Regions from separate parts of the Sus scrofa genome. Here all the other regions are linked to region 1. The links are chromatin contacts, called in public HiChIP or PLAC-seq maps. All regions are on one chromosome and are shown on one strand. Each heading gives the region's core, a stretch centred on a gene start, on an enhancer-like site or on the middle of the called end of the contact. The rest is flanking DNA. Distances are from core to core; before and after follow the strand shown. Region 1 has its middle 12 kb from the start of ZSCAN2. Region 2 has its middle 31 kb from the start of FURIN. Region 3 overlaps BLM (Bloom syndrome RecQ like helicase).

The links. HiChIP or PLAC-seq counts read pairs in DNA pulled down with a chosen protein or histone mark.
Region 2: an H3K27ac HiChIP or PLAC-seq map of alveolar macrophages shows a contact between it and region 1. The contact joins two enhancer-like sites. A contact is called at or near these places in 1 of 47 Hi-C or Micro-C datasets (embryonic fibroblasts) and 1 of 2 datasets of contacts at active chromatin or transcription factors (alveolar macrophages).
Region 3: an H3K27ac HiChIP or PLAC-seq map of alveolar macrophages shows a contact between it and region 1. The contact joins two enhancer-like sites. A contact is called at or near these places in 1 of 5 promoter capture datasets (fetal liver), 1 of 47 Hi-C or Micro-C datasets (embryonic fibroblasts) and 1 of 2 datasets of contacts at active chromatin or transcription factors (alveolar macrophages).

Annotation. Positions count from the first base shown.
Region 1 is chr7:52,968,354-52,971,411 of Sscrofa11.1, forward strand. No RefSeq gene overlaps it. Among named protein-coding and RNA genes, the nearest start is that of ZSCAN2, 12 kb to the left of the region's middle. Within about 2 kb of position 1,593, at least 28 of the 83 cell types and tissues checked have an H3K27ac peak or open chromatin away from gene starts, as enhancers often do. A contact at or near this core is called in alveolar macrophages and embryonic fibroblasts, where this site is marked.
Region 2 is chr7:53,422,854-53,425,911 of Sscrofa11.1, forward strand. No RefSeq gene overlaps it. Among named protein-coding and RNA genes, the nearest start is that of FURIN, 31 kb to the right of the region's middle. Within about 2 kb of position 1,393, at least 16 of the 83 cell types and tissues checked have an H3K27ac peak or open chromatin away from gene starts, as enhancers often do. A contact at or near this core is called in alveolar macrophages and embryonic fibroblasts, where this site is marked.
Region 3 is chr7:53,358,266-53,361,323 of Sscrofa11.1, forward strand. BLM (Bloom syndrome RecQ like helicase) reads left to right here. Exons shown (of 21, transcript NM_001123084.1): 6 at 1-538; 7 at 2,234-2,425. Among named protein-coding and RNA genes, the nearest start is that of BLM, 16 kb to the left of the region's middle. Within about 2 kb of position 1,591, at least 15 of the 83 cell types and tissues checked have an H3K27ac peak or open chromatin away from gene starts, as enhancers often do. A contact at or near this core is called in alveolar macrophages and embryonic fibroblasts, where this site is marked.

The sequences.
Region 1 (3,058 bases), core at 343-2,842:
ATTCTTATTACTTACAGTATTTTAAAAAGAGACCATAGGATCTCTCTGGTAGCTCATCAGGTTAAACATCCAGTGTTGTCATTGCAGCGGCTCAGGTTACTGCTGTGGTGTGACTTCCATCCCTGTCCCAGGAACTTCACAGCCCATGCGTGTGGCCAAAAAAAAAAAAAAAAAGACAGAGAGAGAGAGAAAGAGAGACCATAGGCCCAAAATTGAGTCACTTGTGCTAAGCCCACATCACCAACCAAAACTTCATACTTAACCTAATTGCAATTTCAATCTCCCACAGGAATGTCAGCTTAACCAGTCAGGTTTAAGAATTTCATTAATTCTTGGAATTTCCTGGTCAACAGTAGTGAGCTAATCCGCCTGATAGACCTTTTCCATCCCCCAGAGAAAGATGATTCATCCACTTTTTTTCTTTTTCTCTGCCCCACTTTTGTCTACAAAAACTTTTCTTTTTTTGCAGCTCTTTGGTGCTCTTTTCTCTCTGCAGGACGGGATGCTGCTTGATTCACAAAACGTTAAATAAAACCAATGTGATGATCTCTCTCTCTTTTTTTTTTTCCCTCGTACAACTGCACCCGCAGGATATGGAGGTTCCTAGACTAACAGTCTAATCGGAGCTGTAGCTACTGGCCTACACCACAGCCACAGCAGCTCCAGATCCGAGCCACGTCTGCAATCTACACCACAGCTCATGGCAATGCCGGATCCTTAACCCACTGAGCGAGGCCAGGGATTGAACCTGCAACCTCATGGTTCCTAGTCAGATTCGTTTCCACTGCCCCATGACGAGAACTCCGTGATCATCTCTTAACAACATTTATTGTGTTCTGTAAAGTCATCACAAACCTGAATTAGAAAAACCAGAACCATTACTCCGAGAGCAAATAGAGAGTTAGGTTCCTAGGAGCCTCTAGTCACATTTTCGACAACGAATCCGCATATACCTTTGTTTTACATGTGTTTCTATTTAAAGACACTTTGTTTAACATATATCTCTTACAAATAAATTGATTGCGTAGTCTTTCAATGATTTAAAGACAGGGCTTTGGAAGCTCTTTGTGTTCTATGGGTTTATTTGCCACTGTCCTTATAAAAACAAGCCAGCTTCATCAGCATTGTGAACCTGCTCTTCCACATAACCCTTTTCCAGTATAACATTTAGCAGGTATTTTTAAAATTCTTCCATAGCCTCTTGATCTGCAAAACCAGCCTTGCCTGGAAATTTAACATTTTTCATTCCCTTAGTGCTTTTTGAAATGTTTCAGTCGGTCAGCACTCACTGAAAGGATTTTTCTCTTGACTCAGTGTGACTGTAAATTTGCCTTTCGAGCCTCACAACAATGCTGTCAGCTGTGCCTGTCATCTCACGAATCTACAAATTTAGCCACTTGTCTATCTTTTCCATAGCTTCATCACACACCGTAATTGTTATTTTGGCACTTTCCGGGGCAGCCTCAGTACAGATCAGCCGATTTCCTCTTCCTTTTTCTAGGTACAAGGCTTTGTTGACTCATTAACACAGAACTCACAGCCAAGGGCACCATGACTCATGCCTGAAGGAAGCTTATCTAACTTACTTGTTTTCTCCATAAGGCACATTCCAGCCTTCTTGACCCTATGAACACTAGGAAGCACTACTGCACTACTCTTGGGAGCCATTTAAAAAGCGAAATTGGAGTTCCCATTGTGGCTGAGTGGTTAACGAATCTGACTAGGAACCACGAGGTTGAGGGTTCCATCCCTGGCCTCAACCAGTGGGTTAAGGATCCGACATTGCCATGAGCTGTGGTGTAGGTTGCAGACGAGGCTTGGATCCCGCATTGCTGTGGCTGTGGTGTAGGCCAGCAGCTTCCGCTTGGATTAGACCCCTAGCCTGGGGGACCTCCATATGCCATGGGTGTGGCCCTAGAAAAGACAAAAAGATTAAAAAAAAAAAAAATCAACAACAAAAATCACAAAAATACAAAAAATGTGGCATTAAATAGACCACACAGACACTCATTTGCAGTATGAGAGCTAAAGCAGGAAGGCAGAGAATGGCCTTGTTCAACCTCAGCTGGGAACATGTTTGTTAAGCACGTTAAGTGTGTTAAGCATGTGCTTTGTTAAGCAACTCAATTTTTTTGCAGCTCTGTACGTGTCCACAAATGACCCCAGAAGTGCCATGAATATTGATTTGGGGGTTAGAAATTTTCAAGAGTAGGCAAATTCACAAATATGGCATCCGCAGCTGAGGATGGATTGTGCCTAGTAAAAAGAATATGACAGGTGTTCCCTGGTGGTTCTGTGGGTTAAGAATCTAACATTGTCACTGCTGTGGCTCCAGTCACTGCTGTGGCGTGGGTTCAAACCTTAACCCGGGAGCTTCCGCATGCCATTGGCATGGCCAAAAAATAAAATAAAAAATAAAAAAAAAAGAGAGATTAGTATGTATTTGCACACCAGGATGCCTGCGATTCATTTTTAAGTGGAAAAAAGAGAGTTACAGAATACCACGTATAAAGGTGAAAAAAGAGAATGCTTCTAAGGGCCATGTAGGTAGCTAAAATAGTGAGGTGGGCTGGGGGAAGGCATCTGAGAAGAGCGGGGAGTAGAGAGCTCATCCCACCTGCAGGGGGCAGCCCGCTGCTCAGCGCTGGTCAACTGTTTCCAGGCAGAAGTGTGGGTCCAGTGATGCCTTATCGTCCAGGTTTTTAAGATTCTCAGGAAATATCCCAATTTAAGATGTTGGCAACTAATTCAAAAGTTTAAAAATTCTATGTGGGTCAAACAAAACCCAGTACGTCCTCCAGTGTGTGGTAGTATTTATGAGAAAAGCACACATGTAAATAGGAAAAAGTCTGAATGAATACACATCCACCAGGCCATTCACGGAAAAGAATAGTGTTGAAGGCAGGGGTTAGGTCTTCATCTTTTCTGTATTGTTTGAGACCTTGGTCATGAAAGGATAGTTATGTATTATCTACCTTTTTTTTTTTTTTTTTTTTTTTGCTTTTTATGGCTGCACTTGCAGCCTATGGAGGTTCCCCGGCTAGGGGTCACATTGGAG
Region 2 (3,058 bases), core at 143-2,642, 450 kb after region 1:
ACTGGGCAGCCACCCAGCCACCGTCATGATTCACACACTCCCGGAGACGCACTCCAGGTCAGGGCTGGGAGAGGAGGAGGCGGGGGTTCAGCAAGGAAAGATCAGAAGCGTCCAGGGGAGAAATTAAGTTGCAGCTCTAGGAGTTTCTGCCGTGGCTCAGCGGTAACAAACCCAACTAGTTAGTATCCATGAGGAGGCAGATTCGATCCCTAGCCTCACTCAGTGGGTGAAGGATCTGGCGCTGCCGTGAGCTGTGGTGTAGGTCGAAGACACAGCTAAGATCTGGTGTTGCTGTGGTGTCGGCGGGCAGCTACAGCTCTGATTCGACCCCTAGCCTAGGAATTTCCATATGCGGTGGGTGTGGCCCTAAAAAACAAAATAATAATAATAGTAATAAATTGCAGCTCTATGGAACAATCAGGTTCCTTTTCCCCATCTCCTCACAAAAATACTCCAACAGAATATTTCTTGTTTCCTTGTGGATTGGATCCATTTTGAGCTTCGCTACCAAGAGCCCCTGCTTCTGCAGGAATCAACCCTCCCCACAATCTGAGAGAGGGTCCTGTTGCTCCCAGAGGCAGCTGAGCCTGAAACCAGTCAGGGCCAGGCCCTCATTCTCTGGCCTGATGTCACCTGGCTGGTGGGGCAAGATGAGAACAGGCCAGGGGCTGACAATACCCAGGACAGCCCAAGGGTCCCAGCCTGTCCTCCTGATGGAATGTCAAGCCGCACCACCCAGTCCTGGCCTAAACTGCTTGGGGCAGAAAGGCCCAGCCCAGTGCTAATCCCAGGTTCTCCACCTGTTCTGATTCTGTTTCCTTGCCAGGTCCTGGGCTCATGCCGAGAGCCTGATTTCTGGGAAGTGGAAGAGTAGGGTGAGGCAGGCATGAGGGGCTATGCGGTCACTCCTTCTGGCAGGCTGGGATTGGTGCTGTGCCTCCTGTGGCCACCCTCCCCTCAAGACACTCCTGGTCAAAGTTCCCCAGGGGAAGAGCCACAGTCATACCCCCTCCTCAAGGAGGCTGCTCATGCCACTGGCAAAGACCTTCTTGCCCTTGGAGATGGGCTACCCTGATCCGGAGGCCCCAGATCTGGGGTTGGCATTTCCTGTTCTTCAAACCTGTCTGTTCAGTCCTTTAAACCTGTTGCTGACTTGCTGTGTGACCTTGGGCAAGTCACTTCCCCTCTCTGGGCCTCAGGCTTTACCAATAGAATGAATGATCCAGTCTGCCCACCTACTGGGACATTCCAAAACTGTGAAATGTTCATCACCATGTGATCTTATGTAATCAGAGCCGCATTCCTTTAATTTGACAAAAATGCACATGGTCCCGATGGGTGACTCAGCAGTCCTCAGCTCTGGCCTGGACACCCACGTCGCTTGGGGTGGGGAGGAACAGGTCCTACCCAGACCCACAGAATCAGAGTCTCTGGGCCTCTGGGCCTCTGGGTGGGCAGGACTTAGAGATTTGCATTTTTAAGAGGCCGCCTGGGGAGTCCCCATTGGCCCAGTAGGTTAAGGATCTGGCGATGTCATTGCTGTGGCTTGGGTTGCTGCTGTGGCTCAGATTTGATCCCTGGCCCAGGAGCTTCTGCATCCCATGTGCATGGCCAAAAAAAAAAAAAAAAAAGAAGAAGAAAAAGCTGCCTAGGAGGTCAGACTTTAAAGGGCAGGAGAACCTAGACTCTCGCTACCCCAGTACTTGACAAGATGAGTAATAGCACAGTGGCAACTTGTTTATAAAGAAAATGAGCCAACACACTGAGCAGACAATCTCCACAGCGGTGGCCTTTGGTGCCCTCTGCCCTCATGGATCCTGAGCGGCCAGGGACATGGGAGCAGGACACAGTCCTGGCCAGGCAGAGGGGGCTGGGGTGCAGGGTGTGTAAGAGGCAGCAGGAAACGGAAGGCCTGCACCCTCAGCAAGAGTGGCCTCCGTGGGGGAAGTCTCCCCGCCCACCCCTGCACATTTGAGCTCCTGAAAAGCAGGTTGAAAACCACACAGCTCTCCCAACTGTCCCTCCAAGGGAAGGCAGCCTGGTTCCCCTGTGAGAAGTAGAGGGTCTGCAGGAGATGCTCGAGTTAACTGAGCAAGGTGAAAAGAACACCCAAGGCTACTCTGCCAACTGCCATGAAGAGGCTGGCAATCACTGGAGGGCGTGGCTGGAAGGGGATGGGGCCAAGGATCAGAGGCAGCTTCCCTGAAACTAATAGCTTCAGGACAGGAGTTCCCATCATGGCTCGGCAGAAACGAATCTGAGCAGCATCCATGAGGACACAGGTTCCATCCCTGGCCTCGCTCAGTGGGTTGAGGATCTGGCATTGCTGTGAGCTGTGGTGTAGGCCGGCGGCTACAGCTCTGATTTGACTCCTAGCCTGGGGACCTCCATATGCCATGGATGCAGCCCTAAAAAGACCAGAAAAAAAAAAAAAAAAAAAAAAGCTTCAGAACAGAGAAAAGCTAATGAGAATATGAGTTGGTTATGAAAAAAAAAAAAAAAAAATAGGCATTCCCCGTTGTGGCACAGTGGAAACGAACATGACTAGTATCCATGAGGATGAGGGTTCAATCCCTGGCCTCACTCAGTGGGTTAAGGGTCTGGCATTGTGGTGACTGTGGTATAGGCTGGCAGCTGCAATTCTGATTCCACCCCTAGCCTGGGAACCTCCACATGCCTTTGGTCTGGACCTAAAATGCAAAAAAAAAAAAAAAAAAAAAAAAAAAAAAAGGCACAAAGAAGAGATAACTTTAAAATAGCATCAGGATTAAAAAAATAAATAAATAAAATAAAAATTAAAATAAAAAAATAAAATAGCATCAGGAGATGCAAAAAGAGCTTGAGGAGAGGAGGCGGCCCACTGAGGATCCGAGCAGGACCACTGCACATCTAAAAAACGGCCTCATGACACACTTCAGAGAGAGAAGACCCATAAATTCAAACGATTAGAGAGATGATCATTATGGAACCCCGACCTTCCAGCCTAAGAGGGTGGGAGTCCCTGAAGTAGATTATCCAACAGGTAAAGCAAAACAATATTTAGAGATAGGAGTTCCTG
Region 3 (3,058 bases), core at 341-2,840, 390 kb after region 1:
GTTAAGGAGTTAGCTTTTCCACACTGTCTCTCAAATTCCTTCTCTTCTGGGGAGCATTTGCTGACTACTACCCCAGGAAAGACAGGATTCTCAGCCACCACGAAGACTGTCTTTGAAAGACCTCCATTCAATTCCCATTTACAGAAGTCTTTTGTAAGTAGCAACTGGGCTGAAACCCCAAGGGTAGAAAAAAGAAATGAAAGCTCTTATTTCCCAGGAAATGTTCTTACAAGCACTGCTGTGAAAGATCAGAATAAACACACTACCTCAATAAATGACTTGGAAAGAGAAATCCAGGCATCCTGTGATATTGATAATTTTGACATAGATGACTTTGATGATGATGACGATGACTGGGAAAATATGATGCATAATTTAGCAGCCAGCAAATCTTCCACAGCTGTCTATCAACCTATTAAGGAAGGTCGGCCAGTCAAATCAGTATCAGAAAGGATTTCTTCAGCCAAGACAGACTCTCTTCCAGTGGCATCTACTGCTCAAAATAAAAACTTCTCAGAGTCAATTCACAATTACACTGGTAAGTTTAAAATAAATTGAATGGTTATATTTTATTTGAAAACAAAACTGGTCAAAATAGGAACTATGTGAGAAAAACCATAGCAAATCCTCATTGCCTGAAAACGACATTGTTTCTATGCAAATTTCTGCTGATAATATGAATTACAAATCACAATTTCAAAAGCAAGTTGCTCCTTTGTCTCTGTAGCAGCTGTAGTTTTATAAAATGTGTAATTATAACCTATTGTAGTAAAGCTCTAAAGTCATTACAAATGTGCCTTGCCTTTAAATTAACATTTTTTAGTCTCTAAAACAATAAAGCTCATGAAGGCCAAGTTCGTAATGCTTTTTGGGGGTGGGTAAAAGCAAAGCTGAATTTATGTTAAAAGTGTAATTGTGTGTATTTTTAGAATTCTGGATTGATGAGAACTGATCAATTTATAAAGTAGAGAAACATTAAAATGTAGGGCAGCCTAGGAAAGATAATGAAGTCAGAAATTTCTTATATCAGTCAAATGATTTCTTTTGGTCTAAAATCATTTTATTTCTTTGAGTGCCCACTATGTGCCATGTTCAGTGCACAGGTCCTCAGAGTAGATGGATAACGAAGAGTTCCTGCCCTCTTGGAGCTCACTATTTAAAGAGAAGTTTTTTGGAAGAGTAAAATTAGCCATTGCAAAGACTGCAGAGAAAAGGCAAAATTAATTTTAAAAACTTACATCAGCCTTATAATGTTATCAAAAATTGGGATTTTTTTTTTTAGCTGAATCAAGTTATGTGAGTAAGATTTTGTAAAAGTACAGTCCTCTCTATTTTCGCCATTGATGACTTAATACCACAGAGGTTGTTCTTGCAGTTACGCTGTTGACCTTTAAAATAACCATCAGTGGGTTTATTTTTGCATCATGTTTGATGTGTCATACTTGTGTCAGCAATTATCTTTGAGGCAGTTGAGTGTTGGGGTCAGAGTAACTGCCAGAGCCAACGTGAGCATCTCTTGTTCTCTGTGCTGAGCCAGAGCTGTGACAGCAAGGGTGCAGAACAGGGGGCGGAGTGAGAGACGTTTCGGAAGAAGAATCAGAGGAAGCTGGCATGACTCTGAGGTTTCAGACCCGGTGACTGGGAAAACCAGGACACCAGGAACAGAAATAGGGAAGTCAGGAGGCAGAGGCAGATTTGGAGAAAAGCTGAGGAGGGCTGTCTTAAGGTTTGCTGAGCTTTAAGTGCTGGAAAGTCATTCAGATAGGAATGTCTTGCACACAGTTGGAGGTGCGGGCAGAACTGGAACTTAGGAGGGGGCCAGTCTGGTCTTAAGAAAGAGATCTTGGCATCTGGTACCCATCAGGAATGTTTAAGGTCATAGGACCAAAAGAAGAATGTCTAAAGCCCCCAATCCCAAGTGTGTGATGGATTTTGCCAAATTTAAGGTGCAGGTGGAGGAAACGGAGCTGGAAAAGGGAATTTAAAGCAAGTAGAAAACCAGTGATTGTCTTGAAGGTCAAGAGAGAATAGCAGTGGTAGGTGCTGCAAAAAAAAGTCCAAGAAAGACCTGAGTTTAGCCCTGAGGAGGCTTTGACGCTGGGCAGTGAGGAAACCCCCATCAGCAGTTAAAGGAGACCCACGCTGATGACTTGGCAGGACAAAGGGTAAAAATGCTGAAACTGAGCTGTTACAATAATACCCTGATTTCTCTTAACATTGATTATTTTCTTAGACAAGTCGGAGCAAAATTTAACATCCAGAAATCTGAAACACAAGCATTTCCAAAGTCTTAATTTTCCTCATACAAAAGAAATGATGAAGATTTTTCATAAAAAATTTGGCCTGCATAATTTTAGAACTAATCAGCTTGAGGCGATCAATGCTGCACTGCTTGGTGAAGACTGTTTTATCTTAATGCCCACTGGTATGTATTTTTAGATATGAATTGGCAGGAATCCATTGGCAGATGTTAAATGAATGCCCTTTAATAGAAATAAAAAGAACACCTACACAGTATTTCTATCATTTAGGGACCTCTAAACCTCCGGTGCTGTAGTTGGTAAAGTGTATTATCTCATATCTTCTGCTCTAGTTGTTGACATGATAATGTTTATAGCCCTTTAATACTTTCAACTCAAAGCTCATAGTGTTGAACTGATCTAGGATTTTCCTTTGGGAATTTTTCTTTTTTCTAGTCTAAATTAGCCTGGAACAAGAACAAAAAAATTACTGTCACAGACCGTGACCATTTCTGGCAATTTATTTGGCACAACCTAGTATTGCATGGTGGTTAAAATCGTCAGCTCTGGAGCGATGGCCTGATCTTAAAGCACAGCTCTGCCACTTCTTAACCATGTGGCCTTGAGCAAGCTGCCTCCCTCCCTGAACCCCAGCCTCCTCGTAATAACGAGGGGGTAATAATGAGGTGCCCACTTAGAGCGTTGTGAGGATTAAGGGAAAAGCATTGAGCGTAGTTCTTTCTCATCCTCAGTTTTGAAGAGTTCCAGGACTTTTCTTTGTGCTATTAAAGCTTATAACAGCTGGTCAATGATTTATA